2 separate regions of the Sus scrofa genome follow, and region 1 is linked to region 2. The links are chromatin contacts, called in public Hi-C maps. All regions are on one chromosome and are shown on one strand. Each heading gives the region's core, a stretch centred on a gene start, on an enhancer-like site or on the middle of the called end of the contact. The rest is flanking DNA. Distances are from core to core; before and after follow the strand shown.

The links. A called contact is a pair of places that touch in the nucleus more often than the background predicts.
Region 1: a contact with region 2 is called in a Hi-C map of heart right ventricle, with 10 times the contacts expected there. The contact joins two enhancer-like sites. A contact is called at or near these places in 10 of 47 Hi-C or Micro-C datasets (alveolar macrophages, brain, embryonic fibroblasts and 7 more) and 1 of 2 datasets of contacts at active chromatin or transcription factors (skeletal muscle).

The regions. Positions count from the first base shown.
Region 1 is chr13:135,328,416-135,335,307 of Sscrofa11.1, forward strand. It overlaps HEG1 (protein HEG homolog 1), which reads left to right. Exons shown (of 17, transcript XM_021070219.1): 12 at 1,336-1,470; 13 at 6,402-6,444; 14 at 6,553-6,590. Among named protein-coding and RNA genes, the nearest start is that of HEG1, 63 kb to the left of the region's middle. Within about 2 kb of position 3,381, at least 8 of the 83 cell types and tissues checked have an H3K27ac peak or open chromatin away from gene starts, as enhancers often do.
Region 2 is chr13:135,159,258-135,166,053 of Sscrofa11.1, forward strand. The region is part of intron 5 of SLC12A8 (solute carrier family 12 member 8); the gene reads left to right. Among named protein-coding and RNA genes, the nearest start is that of SLC12A8, 57 kb to the left of the region's middle. Within about 2 kb of position 3,149, at least 12 of the 83 cell types and tissues checked have an H3K27ac peak or open chromatin away from gene starts, as enhancers often do.

The sequences.
Region 1 (6,892 bases), core at 2,131-4,630, 170 kb after region 2:
GTGTAAAGAAGTTACTGTCTGCTCTCCAGTTGGTCTCATATATTTGTTCTATTGTCTGTGTACTCCAATTACTTGTGGTTTTTCTGTCAGACCTATTCTAGGTGGTAAAAGGCACCCTCATTGTGTCCACTGTATACAAACTCTGAGAAGGTCCTCTGTATATAAACTCAGGGCCTGCTGTACACAACCTCAGAGAGGGCCTGCTGTGGATAACCTCAGAAAGAGTTTGCTGTGCGCAACCTCAGAGAGGGCCACACACATGACAATGAGTACTTTTTGATAAGAATGAAAGAGTCCTTTGTCATCTGTGAAATGAGCATGGCCCACAAGCCCACAGCTGGAAAAAGCCAGGTGGCTGTTAAGTACTGAGGCCTGGAACGATTGGATGTTTGGGATTAGCAAATGCGAACTAGTGTATAGAACGAGTCAACAGCAGTGTCCTCCTGTATAACACAGGGAACTGTATTCAGGATCCTGCAGCTCTTGGAGGCAGGGCCGTACCTTTTAGTGCTGATAAACCGTAATGGAAAAGAATAGGAAGAAGAATGTATCGATGTATAACTGGGCCCCTTTGCTGTATAGCAGAAATCCACACAACATTGTAAGTCAACTATATTTCAAAACATGTTAATTAATTAAAAAAAAAACAACTAAGGCTCTAAAGTGAAGGAGACAGAGCCCAAAAGATTGAGCACCCCCTCTGCTGCCTGTCTGGGTGGGGGCCAGGTGACTGGCGTCCAAAGGCAGCTTTATTGCTCAGGTATCAAGCCCGTGTGTGGACCGGTGTCCGCAAGGTGCTGACGACCTAGAGGCGAGCAAGCCCCCGGGCTGTAAGGTCGGGAGGCTGCAAACTCTGCCGCCCAGGTTACCTTGCACACCTCCCCTTCAAGCATGTCTGTGCGGTGGCAGGCGCTGTTTCCCCTTAGGCCAGACAGATGTGGGGAGAGCCACCCCCCAGCAGGTCTTCCTAACAGAGCGTGGTCCAGCTTTCTGGGTGTGTGCTGATTCTCCCCTGCAGCCCTTGAGCATGGAGGGCACCACCCATCAAGGGCCAGGTTTGCAGAGGATGCTGGAACTGAGGACAGCACCCCATTTCTTCTGGGTTTGCTTTCTGTCCCATGGCAGGCTGCAGAAACTTTTGGTAACAGGCCTGAGCCTGACCTGGGGAAGGGGGGGAGGAGTGGCCTCAGGCAGTGCAGCAGCAGCCTCGAGAGGAGCACACCGGCTCTTGTGGAAACGGTTCTCCCAGCCTCTTGAAATAGAAAGTTCATGCATCTTAATGTTTGACGTGGAGCAAGCTTTGTTTTGTTTCACTGTCTTGTTTTTCCATTCCAGCGGGCAGCTTGTGCAAGCGGAAGACTCCAGAATGTGACAAAGAGACCTCCATCTGTACCGATCTGGATGGGGTCGCACTGTGCCAATGCAAGTCCGGCTACTTCCAGTTCAACAAGATGGACCACTCCTGCCGAGGTACCGGCAGCTCTGGGGTCCTGTGGCCTGAGAGACGGGGAAGGTGCTTTTCTCTGCCTGGGTTGCTCTCTCTGCTCTAGGGGTGACTGTTCTAATCTGGGGGTAACCAGTTCTGGTGATTTTACTCCCAGCAGGATTGAATGCATTATCTCCTTGGAATAATAGCATTATTTCTGACTGGTACACACTGCTCTGGCCAATCAGATTGAAAGGGAAAGAAAAGAGAAGGGAATGCCTGTGGTGGCCAGGTCTTTTCTTTCTTTTCTTTTCCCCCCTATTTAGGGAAAATTAGAAAAATTATTGTTTGAATTCCCAAAACTTTATTCTATTGTATGTTGATCTTTTAAAATGGAAATATCTGGAGTTCCCTTTGCGGCTCAGTGGGTTAAGAACCCAACTGTTGTCTGTGAGGATGTGGGGATGCAGGTTTGATTCCCTGGCCTCGATCAGTGAGTTAAGGATCTGGCGTTGCCCCAAGCTGTGGTGTAGGTCACAGATGCTGCTCAGATCTGCTGTTGCTGTGGCTGTGGTGTAGGCTGGCAGCTGCAACTCTGATTCCACCCCTAGCCCGGGAACGTCTATATGCCGCAGGTAAAAAGAAAAATAAATAAATAAATAATACAATGGGAATACCAGCATGGAGGCAGGGCTATACCTCTCAGTGGCAGCTGGTAGCTCGGGAGACCTGAGTCCGAGCCCCACGGTGCCTGCTGGGCATCCATCATCTCAGGGAAGTCACGTGGCTTTCCTGAGCCTGAGTTTCCCCTTCTGTGAAGTGGGTACAGGGAGACCACGTTGGATAGACTAAGAATCAAAGGGCAGTGACTGTGGAGATGCTCTGTGGGCCGTCTGCATTTGCACCTGTATCTTACCCAGGTTGAGCCAACAAGTTCTGGTCTTAAAAGTGTCATGGCACAAGCCTCATTCTGCTAATGTCTTTGGTGAGGATTGAACTCATCCAGTTTGAAGTGAAGGCTGCTCAGTGAGTGCAGTGCAAGGACAGTGCTCCAAAGCACAATGAATTCAAGCCTGGCACTCTGGGTACCCTGAGTTACCTGCTGCAATCCACGATCACAGGAAAACTAGCATCATAAAGGCATCGTGGAGCCTTAAACCTCCCATCACATGAGAACGCGTTTGGCCCAGTTTTTCTGCTCAGTCAACGCCTGCTGGTGACAGATGTACTAGAATCTGAGTACAAATCGCATCCTGGGGAAAGGGGACATGCTACTTATTTCAGGACTTCCCCTGAGAGGAGAGGATAAAAATACATCTCGGGGCAGTGCTCTCACCCTGAGCTCCAGACCCTCTGACTTCAGTGCTTTGAAAGTGCACCTCCTCAGCTCTGCGTGAGGCCCTGGGAGGGGTGTATTGGGTGGGGGGCTTGGATGCTTCCTGGTTCCCTCTTATCTGATCTCATGCAAAGTGCTCCTGGCCCATCTTAGAGATTGGGCCTTGAGCCCACTTCCTGTGGGAAGGTGCCCTCTGTTGATGTCCCTGGAGCCCGGGTGGCCGTGCAGGGCAGAGGAGCGGTGGTTTCTGTACACAGAGCCTCAGCGACTGGCCAGGGTGGGGTGGGGGGAGGGGGGCTTAAGAGCAGCTGGGCCACCTCTGCTTTTGGCCAGTTCCCTCTCTTTCCAAGTCAGCCGCTTCCTAACGGTGTCACCTCCAGACTAGCATTAGCAACAGCAGAGCTGTCCAAGGTTGACCAGATGCACGGACACAGGCATCAGCCCCCTTAGGTTTATCACTAATGACCTGAGAATCAGCACAAGGAAACCCAGTTAGCTTCAGGGCTCAGGGCCGAGGCCCCGCACAGCCTCCTTTCTGCAGTCTCCAGTGAGTAGATTTGCATCCAAGGCTATCAGCGCTCCCCTTGAACGGATCCCCAAGCTCCTTGGGCCACAGCCCAGTCAGCTGGGTTCTGAGGGGTTACAGTGACATCTTCTGGCCATTGGTGCGGGAACACAGGGATAGTTAAGAGGCATGCTGTTTCTCAGACTTCTCAAATCTGGGGTCATAATGGGGTATAAATGGGCAAGAGAGGCATATAGGATGTGTTTTATAAATCTCTGCAATTCATAGCTGGACATCAGCAAGTATGTATTTTTTCTGTTGTACACACACACACACACACACACACACACACACACACACGACGCTTCTTAGTGTCTCCTAAAATGTCTTTACCAGACTCTCAAAGCGTCATGTAAAATTAAAGTAGGTGTCCTTTGCCTAGGGGTCTTGGCCTCCTTCCATCACCCAGGCATCCTGATGAATTCCAGCCCTCTGCCTGCAGGTCTCTTTCTCTGCCCAGCCTGCACATGCCTTGGGTGCCTGCCTCTGGAGCTTGCTGGCACACTTTGGGTTCTGCAAATGTCTGTTGAAGGAACAGATGGATGGTAGGGCAGGGAATGTGGTGGGCCAAGATTGGCAGGTCTTGATACAGTTTGTGGCAAGGGGTCAAAAGAGCCTCGAGGATACCACCACTCACTGATTTTATTTAAAAGCCCAGAAGGGTTGAATTTGCTCGAGTTCCTTATTACTGGGGAAGCCCACTTTGGGCATATATACTGGCTGTTGCCACGCTTACTTCATCACCAGCACTTCAAGGGTCAGAGGCCCTCCAGGGCATGGAGATGAGGAGCTGGGTCCTAAGGCACACAGGAGCGCCTATGGTAAGCTTTCCTTCCAAGAGCCCCAAGAGCAGTGCCAGCCCCACAGTAGCGCTCAGTCCTTGACGAATGACTGAGTGAGCTCATCTGAAGTAAGGAAACGTCATTACACCAGGGAGCCAGACCACTTTTGAAGTGACATGAAAACAGCCCAGCCCATCAGCTTGTGGGCAGGACAACAGATGGACCTCACATCTGGCGGGATGACAGCCACGGGGTGGAAAAGCTCCCACCCAGCAGATGAGGTTTGGGTGGACAGATTCGAGGTAAAAACATTTCCAGGAAGAAGAGTTCAGAATAGAACGACTGGGTGACATCAGCCTGCCTCAGGGCCGAGATGGGTGGGGAGGAGCCGCCACTGGGAAGCTGGCAGTCCCTGCACAGCTGTCCTGCAGGCAGAGCTGTGGGTCACCCAGGGGCAGCCTCCCCGCTCCCACGACCTAGCCATAGCACAAGGATGGCCAGGGCATGTGGCTTTCCACGCCAGGGAGGGAGGCGGGCTCCACTTGTTCCCTAGAGAAGGCCCCCCTTGAGTCATGCCAGCTCAGAGAACTCAGAGGACACAAAGGTATCAAAGATTTGGGAGATGGGCCATGTTCCTCCTTCCCCAATATGGGATATGAATCTGCTCTACCTCGGTGCAGAAAAGATTTGAAGTGCCTAATGAAAATTCATTGTAAATAAAATAAGATTTAATATAAAGGGAAATCAGCTTGAAGGAGACATACAGTGACTACTTTGTTGAGGCTAGCAGGAAAGTGAGCCTGCAGAAAGAAAATAAAAGGGGGGAGGGGAGAAGGAAAGAAAGAAGAAAGATAGATGGAGAAAGGAAGGAAGGAAGGGAGTTCCCATTGTGGCTCAGTGGGTTACAAACCTGACTGGTATTCATGAGGATGTGGGTTCGATCCCTGGCCTCACTCAGTGGGTTAAGGATCCAGCATTGCTGAGAGCTGTGGTGTAGGTCACAGATGAGGCTCAGATCCCCTGTTGCTGTGGCTGAGGCATAGGCCAGCGCCTGCAGCTCTGATTTGACCCCTAGCCTGGGAACTTCCATGTGCTGTGGATGTGGCCCTAAAAAGCCAAAAACAGAAGGAAGGAAAGGAGGGAGGGAGAAAGAAAGAGCAGGAAGAGCAGTGTTAAGCACATCTATGTAGTTAACGTTATCCTGCACCGATCCTTAAAGGAGGATGCAAGAGGGCTGTGAGAGGTCCCCCTTGTCCCAGTCTGCACATGCAGCCCCTGAGCCCGAGTGCTGCTGAAATGCACTTCTCGCCATCAACATGTGTCCAGGGGATCGCTGCTCTAGTCCATGTACCTTCTCTTTCCCGTGATCTTGTATGCAGCATATATCATACATTAAACATGAATCAAATTTCTGTCATTCCTTGCAGTAATGAATTTGAATGAGGCTATTTTTTATTGTCTGCTTTCATCCAAGCATGCTTTACAGCTCATTCTGTGATCTGTGTTCGGTCAGTTTATTGTAGTGTGGAAAATGTTCCGTGATCAGATAAATTCAGGAACTGCTGATCCAGGGAAATGGCTGGCCCACGGGCCTTCAGTGAAGCAGTGGTCCATGAGCCGCACTGCCAGAGGGTTCAAAGCCATGGTCTTGGGTGGCGTGCCACTTAGGGCTCATCTAGGAATGTCCACAATCGCCTGCACAGACCACCGGGTGAGCATTCTCCTACGGAAGCCAAGGCCCCCACCAGGTGGCTCTGAAGGCATCACAGCTCTCATTTCCTCACGGAAGGGGACTGAGGGTGCCAACAGCAGGTTAACCATTTGACTTTCTTAAAGAATATGAAGCATTTGTCTTTGTGTTTATGGAAGGATGTTCCACGGGGCCACAGAGAACGGCTAAAAAGAATCTCATTGGCTGGATGATAATTACAGCTACGCACATTCAGTTAATGGTTACTATGTGCCAGGGGCTGTGCTGAGTCATTTGCGTGCCTTGTGTTACTTAATCCCTTTCTCGAAACTATAAAACAGGTATTATTGTTCTCAGTATTACTATTATCCTTTGTTTTCTTGGTGGGAAACTGAGAGCCACAGAGGGTAAGAAATGTTTTGGATAAAATTAATATTAAAGCTGGCAACAGAATCTAGACCAGATAATAGATCATTCTAAAGCTAATTGCAGCCTTCTGGTTAGAATGTTCTTGTGGATCTTGGGGTGGCTGGGGTTTAAGTGTCACTTTGGGCCAGGAGAGGTCAGTAGACACATTCATGGATTTTCCTTTTCTCTTCCAGCATGTGAAGATGGATATAGGCTTGAAAATGAAACCTGTACGAGGTAGGCTCTGTGTTCTTCTGATCCATTTGTTCCAAACCTTATTTAGAAGTTACTCAGGTTATTTCTTTTGCTGTTTGAAACTAATGCTTCTTCTTTGTCCACTTGCAGTTGCCCATTCGGCCTTGGTGGTCTCAACTGTGGAAACCGTGAGTATGCAGGAGTGAGAGAAGCCCTTTCCGGAGGAGCCTGACCCCCTCTGAGGCTTGATCAATAAACTAGGCATGAGGTGTTCAGCCGTGGGGGAGGGACCCCACCCCAGGAGAATAGAAGGGGCTTCTGAGTGCTTCCTGAAGGGACAGGATGGGAGATTTGGGGCAGACTCTTGGGCAGGCATGGAGGAAGAAGGAGTCCAGGTAGAAGAAACACTCTAAACAAAGGTCTTGGGGCAGCCTGGGCCCCTGGATTTCTGGACAGTGTGTCAGTGGGTGTGGCTGAGGATAGAAAGAGA
Region 2 (6,796 bases), core at 1,899-4,398:
GTAAGCTAGAGATGAATTTCTTTACTCAGGCATATAACCCAGAATCTCTTCAGGTGACTGTTCCCCGTTTCCCATGGGGGTGATGAACATGTAGATGCTTTAGCTGTTTCCTGGAACTTATACTCGGCTTGGATATGAGGGGAGGCCAGGGTCTCCTGGAAGGCCCGATGCCTGGCCCAGAGGAGGCATTCTTCTGCGTGGGAACGACACACCGAGTGCAGGATAGTGATGCCACCCCGCAGCCTCTACTGCCCCAGAAGGTGAAAGGGCCCCCACAGCCTCCCTCTGGAACCTCTGCCCGGGTCCCCCTTCCCTAGGGCCCCCTTCTCCTCCCGAGATGAAGACAGTGGCCCCACCGCCACCACGACCCTGTAGAGTCATCTTCCCAGCCGGGCAGCTTCCTGAGCCTTCCTTGCGGCCTCCTCTACCTCTGTGTACGAGGGCCTCTCCTCAGGGCAATGTGGCCTTGCTGGGAAAGGTTTTCCTGGATGCGGGGAGGCTGAGGAAGGCCTGTCTGGAAGGGCCTTGCAGTGCCTGGGATGGCCTCTGTGTGGAGTTGTGATTCTGGCTGCTTGTTTCCTGGCCTCCCAGGGCAGCAGGCTCAGCCTCCCCTCTCTGCCCACAGAGGGACCAGGAGGAAACCTGGGCTCCTCTGCGCTGAATGGTTTGTGGTGTGGCTTCCCAGTGTCTGTGTTTGACCTGGGAGGTGGTCCAGGAGATCATGCTGTACTCTCAACGTCTCATGTGACCATCACAGATGACCCTGTGCGGGAGGCTGGGTGGGGTTATTTTCTCCATCTCACAGAGGCAGGCCCAGGAAGGGGAAGTGATTTCCAGGAACCCGGGCCTCCGTGCCCAGCAGAGAGGGACATTGTCTTCTCGGGACAGCTGGCGAGCACTCAACGAGGGCCCAGCTGCTCATTCCGGCCTCTGTCCCTGGGATTCTCAGCCTCGCCTGCACATCAGAAGCCCTAGGGGAGCCTCAGGGTGAAAACAGAATCCCAGGCCCCTCGCCAGAGCCAGTGGATCAGCACCCCTGGGGCGGGGCCAGTCATTCTGCATTTTCAAGCCTTCCCGATGTTTCTACCTGACCTGCAGCCAGGCTTGAGAACCGGGGAGGCTCCACTTTGCTCTCAGACTCGGGCTCAGTGGAGGAGGAACCAAATGTGATGGGCCGAGTACCTCACTGCCCAGGCTGGCAGAGGCCTGGGGCCAGACGGAAGGACCCGCTGCGCTGGGAGTGGGCTGGGGCCAGGGCTGGAGCACCTCGCCCCTGAACACAAGGACTTGCAGCTCTTTCCTCTGCATTTCTCACCTGACCGGCACCGAGCTAAGGGCCATACTTACAGGAAAACCTGCTTACCTGTGTGAGTGGATGGATGCGGTGAAGTTGGGATGGACTCCAAGCCTGTTTACATCTATTACTTTATTTTAGCCTTGAAATAACCGAGTACTGTGGCTGAGATGATTATTCCCACTCTACAGATGAGGAAGTCAAAGCCCCAAGGCGTCATGCAAGTTTCCCGAGATTGCAAAGTCAGTGGCTCAGCCAACATGTGAACCCAGAGCCCTGGGCTCCAAAGTGCTGTTCCACGGTGCTTCTAGGCGCTTCCTGGCTCTGGGGATTCTCTTAGCAGAAAGTGGTGGAATTGTACTCTGCTAAGAATCCTCTACTGTTCCCTTTCCCCTTCGGATCAAGGGAGCCTGAGACCCTGCCACCTCTGTGGGCCCTCTCATGCCTGCTCAGAACTGGAGGGTTCAGAGCTTGATGGGGAAGCAGGAGATGAGATGGAGGACTGAGGCCAGGCCAGTAGCCAGAACCAGGTACTGCAGTGGCCAAAAAGGTGGTTCCCAAATGCTTCCAGGGACAGAGGCAGTAGAGAAGCTCAGCTGACCAGGCAGGATGAAATTGAAGGCAGGCCTGATAATGGTCACGGCTGGGGGCCCACTCCTCATGCAGCCTGAGTCTCACCTCTGGTCCGCAGACACTGCTCCTCTTCCTGGGGAGGCTCAGGGTAAGGCCGGTTTGGGAGCCAGGATGCTCAGCCCTCAGCCCTACACCTCGCTGGCCTCAGGCAGACTGACCCTAGCATTCTGCCACCTTCTAAGGTGATTCTTTGGGAAGCTATGTTAGTTTAGAAGTATACGAGGACCACGGGACCCCTGGTGGGGGCATCTGACTGGCTGCTAGAATTTGTGGCCATGAAAGGCATGGGAAGCAGCAAGCAACATTTTAAGTCTCTTTAGATTTTGCCTTACTTCTTTTTCTTGCTTCCCATTCCTTTTTGACTGCTTTTCCCCCCCGCCCCCCATCATTTTCTCATTCCCTCCTCTGATCCCTTTCCCTCCTTCCCTCTCCCTCTGCCCATGGCTGGATCCTTGGAATGAGCCACTGCAAGGGAGTGTCTGGCCTATCCTGGGTTCCTTATTATTGCCCTAAACCCTCTCTGTGAAACAGAGATTTTGCCATGGATAGAAGTTAGTTGCTGTCTAGTTAAGGACATTTTCCAGTGCAGACTGGTAATGAGCAGGCTTTTGGACGATCCAGTATTGGGTAGCATTGTTGATTTGGTCTGGAAAAGTTTATTTATTCCCCAAAGCCAGCCTGCCGATCATCTGTGACAAGATGTGTTCTGGGGACCAGGACCTGGGGAGTTCCCATTATGGCTCAGCAGGTTAAGAATCCAACGAGTATCCATGAGGATGCAGGTTTGATTCCTGGCCGTGCTCAGTGGGATTGCAGAGGTGGTTTTCCTGGGGACCCCAGAGGAGTGCAAGGTGCCAGGGGTGCTCTGAGTGGCTGTCCCAACACGAGGGCCCCTAAGACAGAGGTTCCTCTCAACCCCCTTAGTGTCCAAACCCCAGCACAGGGCTCTATACTGGCAGTACCCAGTATGTGAGTTGAATGAATGAATGAAGAATGAATCAGCTAGGTTGGCTGGACAAGGGAAAGGCTCTGGAACGAAGCAGAGGTGTGGAAAGCCTGGGCCCTTCATCTCTTATCTGCAGTCGCCCGGGAGACAGATCCTCCCCAGGCCTCCCTCCAGAGAGGCGCCGACCTTCCTGTTTTGGCAGCGGTTCTCAGGTATTCCATCTGCACAGGCTGCAGCTGGTGGGAGAAACCACAATGCCTACATGGAGGGCCGGCCCAAGGCAGGGTCAGGTTCAAGTTCAGTCAGACCGTCTTGGGCAGGAGGAAGGAAGGAAGGGTTGCATCTGAGAAGAAACTGTGGCTTCGGAAGTTTTGCTCCTGGATTTTTTGGTTTGCAGCGAGTGGAGATGCTTACTTAGGGAGGCATTCAATACCTGACAAAAATGTGTGGATAAATTGCTGATAAAATCAAAGTGTGGGTTTTACCTTTAGCGGGTCAGCTGGCTGGTTCTGTCTGGGAAGGTCTGCCTGACTGCCTCCCTGCCTGCTGGAAGGGCATCACAGCCTCTGGCAGTAAGAGCTCTGTGTCCCTTAGAACTTTTCTTTATTTTTATTTTTTAGAAGAGCACATGCGCTTCATATTACGCATATCCCTCGAGCATGTGTGTCCAGATGGCTGGGACGGGAGTCTCCTGACCTGTTTTTTCCAACTGCGCAGGTTTAAGAGAAAGACCAGAGATCTGGCAGTGTTGACCAGAAATTCCAGCAGGTCAGCTGGAATCGGGTTGGGGATTTGCTGATGTGAAATACACATGGACAGTCCGATGCACAACAGATGGAGTCCAAGAGCAAAGCCAACTTGACCTTGAACGCAATCTTCCTTTGCTCCCGAACCACACACCAAGCAAGGCAAATGTAGGGGTACCAGAGCATGGGTTCCTATTTGTTACAAAATAGACAATTGTTTCTCATCAGGCTTTTCCAGTTAAAGCACATAGGATTGCAGTGACCTCATTTTTGACCAATGGCCAATGTATTCAGCTGTCTGGTGGAATAATCTATTAACTGGGCACCTGCCAATTGTCTGCAATAGGAACTAGTTTAGGCATATGTTTTAGAAAGTGATAACATTGTTAGAGGCCCTGCCGAGACATGGGGATGGAAGCCCAAGCAGGTCAGCATCAGGTCTGAAGTCAGTTTTGGATGATGGGTTGTGCTTACAGGCGACTCACTGCCCCATGGGTGACCTCCCTTCTCCCCTGCACTACTTGTGTGGTATTTAAGGGTAAGCCAACATGCACTGAGAATTCCAGGACTTGGGAATGTTGAATCTGGGTGATGTGCCTGATTCTGTGGGTGAAGAAACAGGCACAGAGAGGTTGATTACTCTTGGCTGGGTCACACAGAGCCACCGTTGGAATTCAGTTCTCCCAACAGCCAGTCCAGTGCAGTTTCCCCTGAACCGCACTGTGCACCTGCATCCCATGCATTGACAGTGAGTTCTTGCTCATACTTGTGTGTTGGCTTTGCGGAGGAGGCCCCTTATGAGGCTGGTTGGTGAAGGAGACAGTTACGCTGTTTGACAGCCCACCTGCAAGCTAAGTCTGTCACTTTTAGGGAACCACATCTTAAGCCTGAGTGTGAGAAGGCTTAGACAAGTTGCTATAAATACCACCTGCTTCATCCAGACTTGCATCTGCAAGTAGAGATGGCTTAAAAGATGGGGATAGTTGTGGAACACCAGGAGGCCATGGGGAGAAGGACTGGCCACAGCAAGTACTCATGGACCTTTTGATGGAAATAGCTTCTTTTGTAGAAAGATGATTGGCATACATAGTAATCCTTATCTGTATGATAGTAATAATAATAACTAGTCTTTGTTGAGCACTCAATGTATGTCAGACATTGTTTCATATACTTTACATGTGGTAATTCACTTATTTCTTACAATGAGAGGTAGGTAGCATGATCATTCCCATTTTACAAGTGGGGAAACTGAGGTTGTGAGAGGTAAGTACCTTGCCTAAGGTTACACCGTTGGAAGAGTTGACAGTCACCCTAGACTCTAGTTCCAGAGCCCAAACTCTTAATCACTACGTTTTATGGTTCTTGAAAGTCTAATGACCCTAGAGTTAGGCCTTAAGCCAGAGATGGGGAACTTCTGGTTCCTAATTTAATCTGGTCTTCACATCAGTTTTTAAGAGGCGATATAATTTATGCCTGAAATTGTAAAAATGTAAAGGAGAGTTTCGGTCTTTATAGTAAGTATACTCACATTTCTCAAATGGAGGTATTACTCCATAAAGGTAAATAATTAGGTTTTTCTCTGTGAAATGAAGTGCAGGACTTCACAGAGAAAGAACATGGGGGGAGTTACCCCCAAACAGGAGGGAAAATATTAATGCTTCCAACATTTACAATAAAACTAATTTCTTAAATTAGTTTTATTGTAAAACATATTTTGCATATAGAAGAATGTGTAAGACATATGTACTGGTTCAGGAATAGCAAAACATCATCTAGTCCCCGGGGTTGGTCCTATAGGTGCTCCCTGTTGCTCCTTCCCAAGTGCATCTCCCTCCTTTCCCACAGGAAATGATCACTATCAGACTTCAGGTGCCTTCCTTTCTCAGGGTTGTAATGTGTTAGGTTCTAAGTATCTGGAGGGATGCTTTGGCGGACTGAGCTGATCTCTGTTTCTGTGCCTTAGCTCATTATGGCCTACATCTAGCCCTCAGGAGTAGGTCAAAACAGAGCACTTCTGGGGATTGAAACAGAAGTCTGAGGAAGGGAGAGAAGCAACTTCATGGTCAAAGTTCAGGGTCAAGATGAGTCAAGGGAGTTCTCATTGTGGGTCAGCAGAAACAAATCTGACTAGTATCCATGAGGATGCAGTTTCAATTCCTGGCCTCACTCAGTGGGTTAAGGATCTGGCATTGCCATAAGCTGTGGTGTAGGTTGCAGACTTGGCTCAGATCTGGCGTTGCTATGGCTCTGGTGTAGGCCGGCAGCTACAGCTCTAATTCGACCCCTAGCCTGGGAACCTCCATATGCCGCAGATGCATCCCTAAAAAAAAAAAAAAAAAAAGAAAAGAGAAAAAAAAGAAAAAGAAGAAAGGATGAGTCAAGCACAGCTAAGACTCTGAGATAGGTTCATCCCAGTGTTCTGATCTCAGGTTAAAATCTAGGGGTGGTGGTAGTGATCTTGGTGATGAGGGCTTGCATGTGTCCTTAGTCACATTGCTCCAGTCTATGCATAGCTGTCATCCCAGGATTTCCATTCACCCACCTTTATCTCTCTTCTCTGTTGCATCTCCTGTTTATGAATCCTGTGTCATCCTATCCTGCTCTCTCATTTTGATGGAAATTCATCTAGTAACGTCCTGTGAAAGAGCACATGGGAGATCAATTGTTTGAGATTTTCTGTGTCTGCAGATTCTTTTTCCTGTGCTCATACTTGACTGATAGTTTGACTGGGTATCAAATTCTCGGTTGGAAATTATTTTCTCTTAGATTTCTGATCACTTATCTCCTTGATTCTAGTATTGCTACTGAGTAGTCCAGAGTTATTCTGATTCATAATCCTTTAGAGGTAACTGTAAATTAGGAGGAAGTTCTTCCTGTCCTCAATTTTCTGAAATTTCAAAATGATATGCTCTCATGAGGTTCTGTTTATATTATGCTGGGCACTTGATAGGTCGTTTCCAATAACTTATATCTTTCAGTTCTAGGAAATCTTCTTAAATTATTTCAGTGATTATTTTTTCCTATACTTTTGGTTCTCTCTTTCTGCTTCTGTTCTACTATTTGGATATTGTATTTTCTTAATTTTTCTTACCTATTTCTGTCTTCACTTTTTGAGACGTTCCCTCAGCTTTATCCTCTACTCTTTCTATCAACTTCCTCATTTTGCTGCTATGTTTT